Regions from separate parts of the Mus musculus genome. Here region 2 is linked to region 1. Evidence: chromatin contacts called from public capture Hi-C data. All regions are on one chromosome and are shown on one strand. The core of a region is the stretch at or near the end of the contact, and the rest is flanking DNA. Distances in the headings are between cores, read along the strand shown.

Region 1 (7,005 bases), core at 1,747-4,246:
AGAGACTACCCCTAGTCTCAGTTTACAGATTCATAAAATACTAAAGTCTGTACTGATGGGTCACAGTTCTAAGATGATCTAAGATGATGTCGGAAAGCCACTCAGTACTGTGGAACTTGGAGTTCATGGGCAAAACAGTTTAAAAGATCCGTTGGAGTTAGAGATGCTCAGTGGCTGAGCGGTTCCTCTTGCGAAGGACCCCATCACCAGTCCAACATCTTTTCCCGTCTTGCTAGTCACCACCACTCATGAGCCACACCCACACATAGGCAGACACACCCTCACACAAATCATTTTTAAAAGTAATTAAAATCCCCTTTTAAAACGATGTCTCACAGTGGGCTGGAGACATTTGCTCCTTGCGTTTCTTCAGATCATCTGAGCTGTAACTGCCCTGGTCTTGGTTTGTCAGTTAATTGTCTTTGTATTATTTTTTCATGCTTATTGCCCAAATAACTCCACCAAGCCTCAGTCAGAGCAATAAGTAATAATGATTATGGAGAAATATGGTTAAAAAAAAAAACTAGAAATGTAAACTTTTGGTGTTTCTGCAGGCACTGGGCATTTCCATAGGAAACAGTCATTCTCTTTTCGGTGGGTAGTGCAAAGGCCATGGCTCTGCTAAAGGCCTACGTCACAGAGCTACGTCACAGAAACTCCCACTTAGTATTGCCAATAGCATCTGGTAACCCTGGGCCTCCCTAATGAAGCTGCACACACCGCCAGGCACCCCTCCCCATGCTGCTGTCTGTAATCTCCAGACTCTTTGGGGGTCACTGGTTTCTTCCTCCAGATGCCTGTTGCATGCTGTTGATCAGCAATGTTCCCCAGGTGCACAGACACGGGACAAGAAGAGTGTAGAACTGAATAAGGCTGCCTTGCTCGGCTCCTAAAAGGTCTGCATGTTTAGACACTGTTGGTAGGACAATTGCTTGAGAAAAATATTGCAAGTGTCATGACCAAACTACACCCAATTTCCTCTAACTTCTGTGCCCAGAAAAATGTGGTGACTTTTCCCTAAGATTCAGTGAAATAATAAAGAGACAGAAAATTCACTCATCTGAACACAGGGCTAATCTTGGGTCCAGATTCTCTGATTCCTCCCCCTTCCAACCCCTACCCCCATCCCTGCCCACCAAGTCATAGACTAGAGAAGGGCACATGGGAACACTTCAAAACAGAGAGAGGGAGCTGGGAACAGCCTCAGTCATGAACACACACAGGCACACAACACACACATGCACACATACACAAATACACACACATACATGCCCATAATTTTAAAAATAATTTTAAAACGTCTTCAAAGCTCAAGGAGCTTCAAGTGTGCCTCATAGGAGGTCAAGGTTGACTGTACATATACTAAAATTTCCTTCAGTATCTGTATGTATGTCATTACTCGGTCTCCCAGGGAACGAGCATGCGCTTTAGCAGAAAATAAGTATAACCAGTAGGTAAGAGTATGAGTATCTGTAACTATGCGCATTAATAAGTAGCAATGACTATGAACGTGTCAATATCAATGACAACTTTTAAAATAACCATGATGCTAAATAATCATGGACATAAAAATGTGGTAGATGATGCAAGGATTTCTGTTTGAGATGTTCCGTGCTGTCCTTGCTATCTTTGATCGTCTGTATCATATGATCTGCTTCTGTGCTGTGACACCTGAGAATAAGTGATGGAAAATGTGAGTTATTAACGTCACGGTAATCTCGCTCCATACCCCAGGAGCTGGAGCTGGAGAATACAGGTTTCCCTGTCAGCTGGGGTCCATGCGCCAGGGACAGTCACTTGGCTTCTTTAGACTTTTGATCTCCATGTTGAAGTTTTTGAGACTGATGTTTAAAAGTGTTGACAACAGACAGTATACATTTGCACAAACTCTAAGTCTCCTGTAAAGGTTGCTTGGATTAAATAAGAAATCATCTTGTTATTCCTTTGTTTTTGCCCTGACACTGGGCAGTGATTCTGGAGCCTGCCCTTGCTGAGGAAGCTCTACCACTGAGTCACTTCTCAAGTATGTAATGGCTTTAAATTTTGAGGCAAGGTCTCCCTGAGTTCCCCAGGCTGAGCTAGAACTCACTTCATGGCCCAGGCAGGCCTTGGCTTTCTGATCTTCCTTCCCCAGTCCCCAAGTGCTGGGATCACAGCAGGGCCATCATTTTGTTAAAAGCTAGGCTCTTCATCAGCACTTTCTCTGTAAGTGAGGGGTAGTACTGGAATGAGGAGCATCTCCATAGGTGGATGTTACTTTGTCACTAGCCTTCAGAAGAGTATATTCAGACCCACTTGAGTTTTGACAAAAGGCTATGAAACAAACAGCTGAAAAAAAAGAAAGAAAGAAAAAAAGACAGGAAGGAAGGAAGGAAGGGAGGGAGGGAGGGAGGGCGGGAGGGAGGGAGGGAGGGAGGGAGGGGGAGAGAGAGAGAGAGAGAGAGAGAGAGAGAGAGAGAGAGAGAGAGAGAGAGAGAGAGAAAATTAAAACTATGGACATGCCTTGTTGCTCCACCTGCGATCTTGTGTTCAGACATGGAATGCCCAGAGAACTTGAGCAACAGTAAGGAGCTTTTGGAGGCAATTGCTACTCACAGTATCGGGAGCACCCAGCTATCTTATGTGAAATTCTTTTCATCTTCCCTCCACTCTCTTGTGAAAAGCAGGAGGCTTTCTGAGAGGCACAGACATTCTCAGTCTTTGCAACAAGACAGCTTTCTTGCTGGTTGAGCTCAGGAGAGGCAGGGCAATTTTGTGTTAAACAGACTCAGAAGATGACAGGAAGGAGGTAAGTTTATAGCCGGAAATCCATATGCAAACCGTCCCTTGGAAGGTTGCTTTTTACTGTCTTGTACAAAGTTAATGGAAACCAAGGAGCTACCATTCCAGAATCTTCGTCTCCTTTAATCCTTAATGACGAAATAAAAATGGGCAGCCTGTATCCTGCAGCAGCTCCAGCCAGCAGACCTCTAGGAAACAAGGCTCCCTACAGACTTTCCCTTGATCTTAAAGCTCAACTTGAAACATTTATATGCACAGAGCACCTGGCCGGGAGATGTGAGAAGGGCCTTTTTTTCCCCTCCACCTTGGCTCTATTTCTTTCTTTAATAATAAATTCTCAGGTTTCTTTCTTCCCTTCCTGAAAATTGATTCTATTCTAAGTAGTGTTTTTTGTTCTTTCTTAATAGTTTAAGGAAAGCAAGACAAACTTGAAAACCCCCCATTAACACCCGTCAGGGGTCCTGCCTGCCCACCTGTATCATCTTTGTTTTTCCAAAGATGAAGCAGAAAAGTCAAGTCAGGGTTGATTAATTCTAATCAGGTTGAGGACTTTCTTTGTTTGAATTCAAAGGGCTCCAGGTAACCTATTGTGCAGCTTAGTGGCAAGGGCTGCGCAAATCTTCTCTTGTACCCCCTGCGTCGTGAAGAAGCAATGAGCTCACAAACTTGTTCTGACTGCTGCTCCCGCTCGCTCAAACATGCAGGTGTGCACACACTGTCACTCGCTTAAACACGCAGGTGTGCACACTGTCAGGTGTTAAACAAAGGAGGAAAGCTGGAGCTGGTCCTAAAATGTCATCGTCATCTGGGGTATGTCCTCAACGGAATTATAATGCACTTCATGCTACAATGACATTTGGTCCAACAAGAAAGTGTGTGCCGGATGCAAGACAGACACCTCACTTTTATTTTGCAACAAATATATTTAAAGGAAGAAGAACAATTTCGAAATATCACTGGGCTGTGTTCTTTCTTCCATCTTTCTGTTCTCTCCTTCTTCCCGGGCTTCACCTCATGGAAGATTTTACGAAGTCAAGCTTAAAGACTGTGGTACAAAATGATAAAGAAATCACTGATATTGGGACAGAGGAGCTAAAAGGCAAGACATGAACAAGGAAGGAGATTTCTAAAATATACAAAGCAAGTCCCTGCTCTGTAGCTATGGCAGGATACAAGGTACACATTTGGCTTTCCATATACCACCCACCACCACCCTACGCTGTGCCCCAGCAAGGCTCTCAGGTGGCCAATTTACTGCCCCCCCCCCTCTAACCCTGCCCTCTTTAGGCTCATTCTCCAAGACCAAGTGCTACTTGCATTCAGCCAACAGATGAAAGGAGGCTCTCCTTTGCCCACAGTATTTAGGATTAAGGTCTAGTTGCTCACTGCAGCATCTAGACTTTCATAGCTAGACACTCGACAGCTTTCAGGCTCTCTGGCTGTCCCAGCCTCCCTTGCACACACCCTTTGGCCAGCCCACACTTCCTTCAGCATGTAGACTCCATCCTTCTCTGTATCACTTTGTTAGTCGGCTTCTCTGCCTCTCCACTCTGGGTCACTCATACTCTTCAGGCTGATAGTGCTCCTGTGTAGGTCCAACCTATGCTTCTTAATCCTGATGCCTCCAATGCTTCAGTGGTCAGCGGGTACTTAGCAACATGCACCTCTGGGGCCCGGAGTCGGGTTTTAGAAGTGCTTTGGTCTGTTTTCCCCTGGGGCCTGACAGTGTACTATTGCTAATATATTATTATGTCACAAATAGACAACTGTAACAGTCTGAGACATAGCTCAGAAAAAGAATGCTTGGCTAGCACCTGTGATTTCCAGAGCCATAAGTAAGAATGATACTTTTAATGGAACAACAAACGGGCTGGCATCTATTAAGTGTCCCTGAGCAAGGTAAGGTCCTAAGTGTTCTGTCTTCACAGCCGTTGCCCACACTCTGCATGGGAAAGCAGGCCACGAGGCGGCTCATTATCAGTTCTTTTTCACAGATGAGGCATGCACGCACAACTTTGGTGGGTGAGTGTGCACTTGGATGCCAGCCTGGTCTTTTAAGAACTGAAAGTTTGCTGTCTGCCTAGTTAGTGGTCTATGCTACCTTCCCTGTGGCAAGTGAGTCTCCCAGCAGCATGTGTGATGAAAGAAAAATGTTCAACTCCCAGAATTCATGAGAGCTGAAAGAAAAGCAGAGAGAAAGAAAGCAGGAAAGGAAGGAAGGAAGGAAGGAAGGAAGGAAGGAAGGAAGGAAGGAAGGAAAGAGGGAGGGAGGGAGGGAGGGAGGGAGGGAGGGAGAGAGAGAGAATTGATGGGGTGGGGTGGGCATCTATAATTAAGTATTTTCCTCCTGTGTAACATTTGAGGTCAGTAGCAGCCTAGCTTGGCCTTGAAAGTCTGAGTAACAGGTTTTCCACAGCACGGCCTCTTCCTGAAGTCCCTCATTTGGAGGCAATGGCATCTGTTAAGTTCAGACACATCCCCCCCCCTCCCCCGCTCTGCAGGGCTGGCCTACACGGCAGGCTTGCCTCACTTACCTAAATCAAATCCAACAAAAATCCACACTCATTCCACAACTGTTCCCCAGGAGAAGAGAGGGGAAGAAGACGGTGAGTGGGAAGAGAAGGTGACCATCCTAACCCAAAGGACAAGAGCCTCCAGGGCATTGTCTCTGCCAGCGCCTCCCACGGTGGAGGTGGAGCCTGGAAAACCAGGCCCAACCGCGATCAGCCTTTCTGCACCCCACAGGTCTTAGCTCAGGGCTTTTGGGGTCCTTTCTGCTCCAAAGGCTCCAAGATCTTTGCCCGCTCACCTGGGGACCTATCATTTTCTTTAGAAGATAAATCACTCACATCCTGACCAAAAAAAAAAAAAAAAAAAAAAAAAAAACGGGTCGAGCAAGGCAGTTCTGTCTGCCTCCTCCCTTAGGTCTAAGTGCCAAAGAGACAAACAGCCCTGAGATGAACACACACAACACACATATGCTCACAATCACACATGAATACTCAACATTTCTCTGTCACTCACTCAGATACACACATGCTCTCTCTCTCTCTCTCTCTCTCTCTCTCTCCTAGCCACACCCACACACTCACACACAATAAGTGTGCACCCTCACACACCTTATTTTGTGCTAAAAGTGTCTGCTTGCACAGTGGTACTTCTGGACCTATTTGAGTTTATCTGCTCAAGCAACTGATCTTTCACCAACTATTACTAAATCCACCAAGTGTGTCACAACCTTGGAAACTTCTAAAAGTCTCACAGTATCCATCCTCTCTCCCCTCCTTTGCTACAGTGCAAATGCAAATCTAGAACCTAAACACAGGACCTAGTCTAGAGAAAACAGAGTTGCTCTTTGATAGCTACAGTGTAACACCTCAATAGAATCAGCCCTCTCCTCGTGTGCTCATCTGTGGAAGAGACAGGCCCTTGCCTGTGCATCTGTGGAGGGAACAGCCTTACTCCTAGTCAGGCATTTGCAGTATGGCCCAAACTCTGTAAACCAATGCATCTGATTCTATCAAGCAGGAGATGATAAAAACCTATTTGTAGGAGAGGCAATTTCACTGTCTACTAGATAGCCACAAAAGTTAGAATTCTTCAGCTTGGGTTTATACTATATTTCATGAATGAATTTTAAAATTATATCTGGAGAGCCGGGTGTGGTGGCACACGCCTTTAATCCCAGCACTTGGGAGGCAGAGGCAGGCGGATTTCTGAGTGTGAGGACAGCCTGGTCTACAAAGTGAGTTCCAGGACAGCCAGGGCTATACAGAGAAACCCTGTCTCGAAAAATAAAAAATAAAAAAAAAATTATATCTGGAGTTTCCTTTAATGAAATACTAATGATTTCAAATCATCTTATTTTCAGCTAATCACTCCATAATTATGGGATAATGGCATACTTAAAAATCATTGGGAACAGAAAATTGAACTTAGTGAGAAGCAAGTCCATACTTTAATTAAAAAAAAAATATGACAAACATATACAGAAAAGAATCTACATTTTGGTCCTAGCAAAAAATAAAGTGTGCCTCCCCCCCCCCATTTTTATAGAAAGAACAGTAATTATATTTATGAAGGGAAACTTAAGTAAGACGTCTAGAGAAAACAATCTTCCAGATTCCGACAATTCTGTGCAGAAACAAAGGTGCGTGTTGGCCACCGAGAGCAGGAGGAAGGAACAGAAAAAGTGACAAGCACTTAAACGCGGAAGACCAGAGC
Region 2 (7,005 bases), core at 2,531-5,030, 540 kb before region 1:
GTGTTAGAACACAGTCCCATAGTACATACAGCTGACCACTGCCTGTGTTAGACACAGTCCCATAATGCATACAGCTGACCACTGCCTGTGTTAGAGCACAGTCCCATAGTACATACAGCTGACCACTGCCTGTGTTAGAACACAGTCCCATAGTACATACAGCTGACCACTGCCTGTGTTAGAGCACAGTCCCATAGTACATACAGCTGACCACTGCCTGTGTTAGAACACACCCAAATAATGCACAGAGCTGACCACAGATAACGTCCCTTATCTTCACCACAGGAGCTTGAATACAGGTATATGGTCTGGTATATGGTATATGGTCTGGTATATGGTATATGGTCTGGTATATGGTATATGGTCTGGTATATGGTATATGGTCTGGTATATGGTATATGGTCTGCATCAGGGTGAGCTGGGAAGCAGGAAGCTTTTCCCCGCCGCACACTGATTCTTGGGACTTCTGACCCACTTCTCAAGTATCCCAAGTTCAAGGCAGATATGGGGCTGACCCACAGAGCTCTGTCTTTACCACTGCATTCACACTGAAGCAGTGCTGATCTGTCAGCTCTATGAGTTGCTGAAGAACAAATAAAAGACTATCAGCCAGTACTCCGGAGGCAGAGGCAGGGGGATCTCTTTGAGTTCAAGTCCACTCCTGATCTACAGAGTGATATCCATGACAGCCAGGGCCACACAGAGAAACCCTGTCTCAAAAAAACCAAAACCTAAATTAAACAAACAAAAAACTGCCTCAGGATGCCAAGGCAATTATATTACGGAGAATAACCCTAGTGTGGCTTTAAAAGTAGAAGAACACTCTCAAGAGCGCTCCAGTAGGGAGTAGAAGCTAAAAACAAAACAAAACAAAACAAAAGACAAAATAGGAACAAGGGAAGTCATTGATGTAACATCAGTATTTTCTGCCATGTGACCCAATCAGAACACAAACCTCTTAAGATTACCCTGAAATTCCTGAAAATATGTGGGCATGTACTGGTAGCCAATTGTTGGTGGGTGACGTGAGGAGAAAAGATTCTATTACGTAGTGAAAAACACAGATAAGTCTCTCATCAAGAGTCTGTGTCCTATAATTTGACACTTACTTTGACAAAGAAATAGAAAATAAGACAAAATAGAGCCACTTAGAGAGGGTCCCTGGTACACATACTTACTTGTATACTTGTACATACACACACACACACACATACATATATATGTGCAACAAATTAAAAAAAAAAGCCAAGAGTTTAAATGTCTTGGGTTCTTTTTTTTTTTTTTTTTTTTTTGGTGGTTTGAAGATGTAAAGAGAAAAGAAAGCATAGAAGAGATTCTTTACCACAAAAGAAGTCAGAAAAAGACCAAGATCATAACAGCCAGAAACACCAAAGAAGAGGCTGTCATAAATCCTCTTCCTCCCAACAGTGGACATCTCTTGTAAGAAAAGGAGGCAAGCATCGGGCTGGTGATCAGGATGCCTGTTAATCTGTTATAATGGGAAATGGGCTGATAGAGCAAAGCATGCTGCCAGTATTAGAGTTCAGAGAAGAAACGGTGGTAAGATGAAATGCGGTTTGCTAAAGATGGAGACAAAAGACAAGTCTATCTTGGAAAAAAAGAGGGAGACACAAGAAAGCCACGGCAAGCAAAGGGAGAACATGAGAACTAGGCTGCCTGCTGGAGACTCCCAGCCCCAGAGGCTGAGCCCTGAGAAAGGGTTCATTTGCTCTACAGATATTTAGCGCACGACAGGCCAGAAACAGTGTAAGCAGAGAAGGTACAGGAGGGGAAATGCCAGACAAGGACCTGCCCTCTCAAACTATGAAGGAATAAATAAGGCACCTTTTGATTATTGCAATTTTGTTGAGAAGACATTAAGGAAAATTCAGCTGAAAGTACCAGAAAGGTACACAGGGAAAGCTGCTAAGAAGCTACCACGAGAACCGGCATCTGAGTGACCAGGAGAAGACCACCTCATGAGGATCTGAGGGAAAAAGAGCGAGTCTAAAGCAACAGCCTGATGAAGAAGCCTTGTGGAGGAACTGGGCACAGAGTGTGTGGGGAAAGACAGTCGATGTGGCTGTGGTCAGGGTGGAAGACGTGGTGTAAGCCACTGCCACAGAGGGAGGCAGGGAGAGAGAGATTAACAGGGCAGTGCTGGCTGCTACAAAGAATCTAGACAGACATTAGTTGAAGGAGAGTAAAAAACAAGGTACATTTAAAAATCGGAAAGAAGTTGGGAGAGTCTGGTGGACCACTCCAAGGTGGTTCCTCAGAGATTAGCATAGCTAGGTGTCAACCTAGGATTTTATCAGGATTGGCACAGAAGCAGGGCCGCCACTTCAGGAATGGTTGAGTTCAGTGACCACTGAAGCCCAATAAGCAAGAGTTAACAGCACCGTTGATTTCTCTAATAGTGAGAAACCAGACTTCCATTACCCTTCGTCTGTCCCCACCTACCCTTGAGCCCTATCATCCAGGTTAGTTAACTATTCTTGTTGCTGTGACAAGATAGCTTGTTTATTTGGGCCCATGGTTTCAGACAGTCACAGTCACTTACTATAATGGTGGGACTGCATGACGATGGCTGTATTCATGAAGCTTGGACCAGGAAGCACAAAGCTGGGGGACATAATGAGGGGTGGGAAGAAGGTAGAACTTTCCAAGGCTTGCCTCTGGCGGTATATATCCTGTCATGTAGGATTCATGTTTCACAGGTTCAATAACCTTTCAAAACAGAACCACTAGCTGGAAACTACACACAAGTGGGTGGAGGGCATTTGAGATTCAGACATAACATTTGATCTTTAGTCCCCCAAAACCACGTAGCTACTCAAAATGCAAAATACACTCATAATTTCAAAAGTCTCCAACGTTTTAACGCTTTCAACATTGTTAAGAAGTTTTAAGTTGGGGCTAGAGAGATGGCTCCAACGGTGAAGAACACTGACTGCTCTTCCAAAGGTCCTGAGTTCAAATTCCATCAACCACATGGTGGCTCATAACCATCTGTAATAAAATCTGATGCCCTCTTCTAGTGCTTCTGAAGACAGCTACAGTGTACTTACATATAATAATAAATAAATCTTTTTTAAAAAGAAGTTTTAAGTCCCTTCTGAGACTCAAGGCTAGCTCTCAGCTATAAAAGCCTATAAAACAAACAAACAAACCAACAAACAAACCAAAATATATATGGTGCCAATATACAGTGGTATAGTGAACACTCCCATCCCAAAAGGATAAAGAGAGGAGATACATGAAAAGGAGACAAAAGCAAGGCCAAACCCAGTAGGAAAAACATTAACCAGGAGTCATAGGAAGCCCCTGTAAGATTCGTGGTAGCTCAAAATGACCACGGTTGTAAAAAGTTTGTGTTCTTTTCCCAGAATTTGCCTCACTGCAAGGTGTGCCAAGAGATAGTTCTCTGATTGTATAGAAAAGCCCACACAATGTCTCTGGTCCTTAAGTCTGCACTTAATGTCCCTAAAGGTTAACCAATGATAAACTGCCCCCAAGATGTATAAAAGGTGTGTGTTTTAGCTACTCGGGATCACTTCTATCCCAATTTCAGAACGACCCCAGCATGGTGGATTAATAAACCTCTTGCTGTTTGCATCGATCTCCGTCTCTGTGTCTCTGTGAGTGGGACATCCCGGACGTAAGGCTTTTCGGGTCTTACAACCCCGCCCCCCCAATGGGCTGAATAACTGTAGCATATGCAGCCCTTCTCCCGGGCCTTATCTCCTTCGTGCCTGCTTTTACGTTGCAGATTTCCCATTCCACATTCCTGTGATCTCGAACATCCTGTGACCTCCAGGGCAACTTAGACATCCCCCTTCACACTGGCACAGGAGCTCAGGAGCTCCAGGAGAGGGGTCTGACCCTGCCACACCCAGCCTGTTCTTCCTGGTTTTCTTTGCAAGTTCTGTTCCAACCTGCATGGTGCCACAACTTTTATGTTCTGCATGCTTCTAAGTCTAGCAGCATGTGGACAACACCAAGCTCTGTAACTAGCTTGAGATACAATTGGCTACACAGATTTATCACAGCAACAAAATCACTTCTTAGCCAACTGTCCTCAGCCTGTAGCTGTAGCTGCCTCTAAGCCTCTAGGGGCCTTCTTGGCTGACCCAAGGGAAAATACTTTCCTAGACAGTAACCCTCCCCCACCTTTCCATCTCAAAGGCACTCTAATTTCAAAAGAAAGTCTTATACATGAGCTCTTAGCTTATACCCTGAAGTCTTTGATGGGAAATGTCTTACCTTTAAGCCACTTTCCAATTGTCCAAATGTGGAGTTCACTATTTCTCTTAAATAATAATCTCTTTTTTAAGAAAAAAATATCACCACATTGCCTGTTCAAGCTCCTTCTTCAAATTGTATGTTTCCTACAATTTCCACTCTACTTTTCTCTGAGTTTTCACTATAAATCTGTTTAAAAGCAGCCTGAAACAACTGGGCTACAACCTGAATGTTATGTTGTTTTGAAATTTATTCCATCCAGTACATTAGCTCTCCTTGGTAGAGTATTTATTCCTGTCTGGAGCCTCACGAGCAGGCCTTCACCGCCTGCACGACTGTCAGCATACCAGTCTTCTGAAATCTCACCAAAATGTCCGTTATTCTCAGCTTACACAATTATAAGTCTACTCTAGCTTGGAGCACCAAATTTCTCCACAATCTGCCTGTAAGATAGTTGCAAAAGCCTATAATTCTAATCTTTAGGTTCATCGCAGCAATGATCCTACTTCTTGGTACCCATTTTCTATATTAATTATTTTTATGCTTGTTTATACTAGCTCATGGTCCATCATGCAGGGAAGGCATGGCTCCAACTCCATCCTTAGTATCAAGGTTTGCTACTTCTTCATATGAAAGAAATTGATAGATCCAAACTGGGGACAGCTATAACCTTCAAAGGCCTACCCTAGACTCAGTGCCCTAAAAGTTTGCAAGCAGTGCCAATATCTGTTTTGAAACCACATGTTCAAAACTTGGATCTGAGGGGGCTGGAGACATGGCTCAGGGGTTAAGAGCACTGACTGCTTTTCCAAAGGACCTGAGTTCAAGTCCCAGCAACCACATGGTAATGGGATCCAATGCCCTCTTCTGGTGTGTCTGAAGACAGCTACAGTGTACTCATATTCATAAAAAAATAAAATAAAATAAACAAAACATATCTTTTAAAAAAAACTTTGAAAAAAAACAAAACAAAAACTTTGGACCTGTGAGGGACATTCTACAGTGAATTCATAACTAAAGACTACATACCCAATATTTCTATATTTATTCATTGTCCTATGGGTCTTGTGTGTCTTAAGTTTCAGAATCTCCTAGACAGAAACATGGTCATTTATTTCTACAGACACTTCTACAGGTTTGCTATTTTTTTTCCTGTGAGTGATTACTTACGACTCATTTTTGATCATTTTTCTACAGGAATAGGAATTTTTTCCTTACTTACTCTCAAGACTTGTTTATTATTGAAAATGAAAAAAAAATCACCTTCATTCATATATTTCTTCTTTATTGCGTGAATTCGAAGTCTAAAATTGTCTGGTACAGAGAGGGTGCACTGACAGAAGCATCAGTTCAAAGATTAAACAGGAGGCGTGGTCTCCAGTGAGGCACTGAAGCAATTTAGGTTATTGACAGTTTTCTCTATGTTTCACTGAAAACAACCCTGGGTTTGACTTTTGGGTCATATCCTTCTCATCTAACCTGTGAAAGTTTCTGCTACTAGCGAGCGCCACACAGAAATGGGGGAAAGTAAGGAAGTGTGTGGTCAGCACACCAGGAGTCGTTAAGGAGCACCTGCCCAAAGCTGCCTCTTGCCTCTGCAGAACATATACCTGTGCAACGTTAGGTTCCTGTTTTTATGTGGACATTTTATATTTAACGTTTCCAGATTTTCAGAACACTACTTCCTCTCTCTAGATCCATTGTCTGAATCCGCATTCTCCGCACTTACATTATTCACGATCTAAGAGACTTTTTTCCTTTCCCTCCTCCCTCCTTGTCTCTCTTTGTTTGAGACAGGGTTTTACAACGTAGCCCAGGATAGCTTCTAATTCCTGCCTCTGCCTTCTAGGGCTGCGACTGGAGATACAGCACGCCACGCCTGGAGATTCTCACTTTCTAGACCAAAGAGTCCTACTAGTTCCGAGTCCTCTGATGTCACTTCCTCCTCTCTGGATGAACTGGCAGCCGCAAGAATGACATGTCCTGAGGGCACTGGCTTTTTGAGTGCTACCAAGACTAAGATTCAGAGTCCTGATAAAAATGAGATTTGAGACAGTTACAGGCAGGAAATCCATGTGAAATCACTGTCAGTTTCATCCACTGGGGAAATGATTTAAACACATACATCTCAGGACAGAAGCAACTTAAAGACAACAAAGAACTGAGGATTGTTTGAAAAAATAGAGGGAAAAAGTTCTTTTTATCTGCCTGTATCTTGTGTATCATATATATTTTGTTGTAATTATAAGCCTACTTAGACAAATGATCAAATATCTTGTATATTCAAGTTATGGAAGGACTAGTGAACAATTAGTCCATTATCTTTACTAATTTGTTCTCAATTCTGTGTGATCCAGAGGGAGCATGGCTCCCTGCCAGTGTCACCTCTGAAACAATGCAGAACTTTGCTCATGTATTTTGCATTCTTTAAGAAGATACCTAAATTTGTGGATTTGGGAACAAATAAATTTGGGGAAGAAAAGTATGACTTTTCCCAAAGCTCTCAGTGATATGTACTACACACTGCAAGGTGATTCTACAGTAAAAGGGGGTTCCTGGGAAAACAGACAATCACATCATGGCAACTCGGGGACTGTGGTATCCCTAAACTGTTCAGAAGATCTGAAAAACTGCTTCGAGTATGCAGTAGTTAGCATTCAATAATGCCTTAATCTTTAATCTTTGAAAACTCGAAGAAGCTGCAGTGCCTCTCTCTACCAACAAATAACTAAATCACCTACATATAATTACAGAATAAAT

What was found. Capture Hi-C pulls out chosen DNA fragments and counts their contacts.
Region 2: a contact with region 1 is called in a capture Hi-C map of embryonic stem cells, with 2.6 times the contacts expected there. The contact joins two enhancer-like sites. A contact is called at or near these places in 1 of 115 datasets of contacts at active chromatin or transcription factors (embryonic stem cells) and 1 of 9 other capture datasets (embryonic stem cells).

Annotation. Positions count from the first base shown.
Region 1 is chr8:78,064,737-78,071,741 of GRCm38.p6, reverse strand. No RefSeq gene overlaps it. Among named protein-coding and RNA genes, the nearest start is that of Gm6360, 4.2 kb to the left of the region's middle. Within about 2 kb of position 2,996, at least 7 of the 459 cell types and tissues checked have an H3K27ac peak or open chromatin away from gene starts, as enhancers often do. A contact at or near this core is called in embryonic stem cells, where this site is marked.
Region 2 is chr8:78,606,301-78,613,305 of GRCm38.p6, reverse strand. All of the region lies in intron 5 of Slc10a7 (solute carrier family 10 (sodium/bile acid cotransporter family), member 7), which reads right to left. Among named protein-coding and RNA genes, the nearest start is that of Gm39203, 65 kb to the left of the region's middle. Within about 2 kb of position 3,780, at least 2 of the 459 cell types and tissues checked have an H3K27ac peak or open chromatin away from gene starts, as enhancers often do. A contact at or near this core is called in embryonic stem cells, where this site is marked.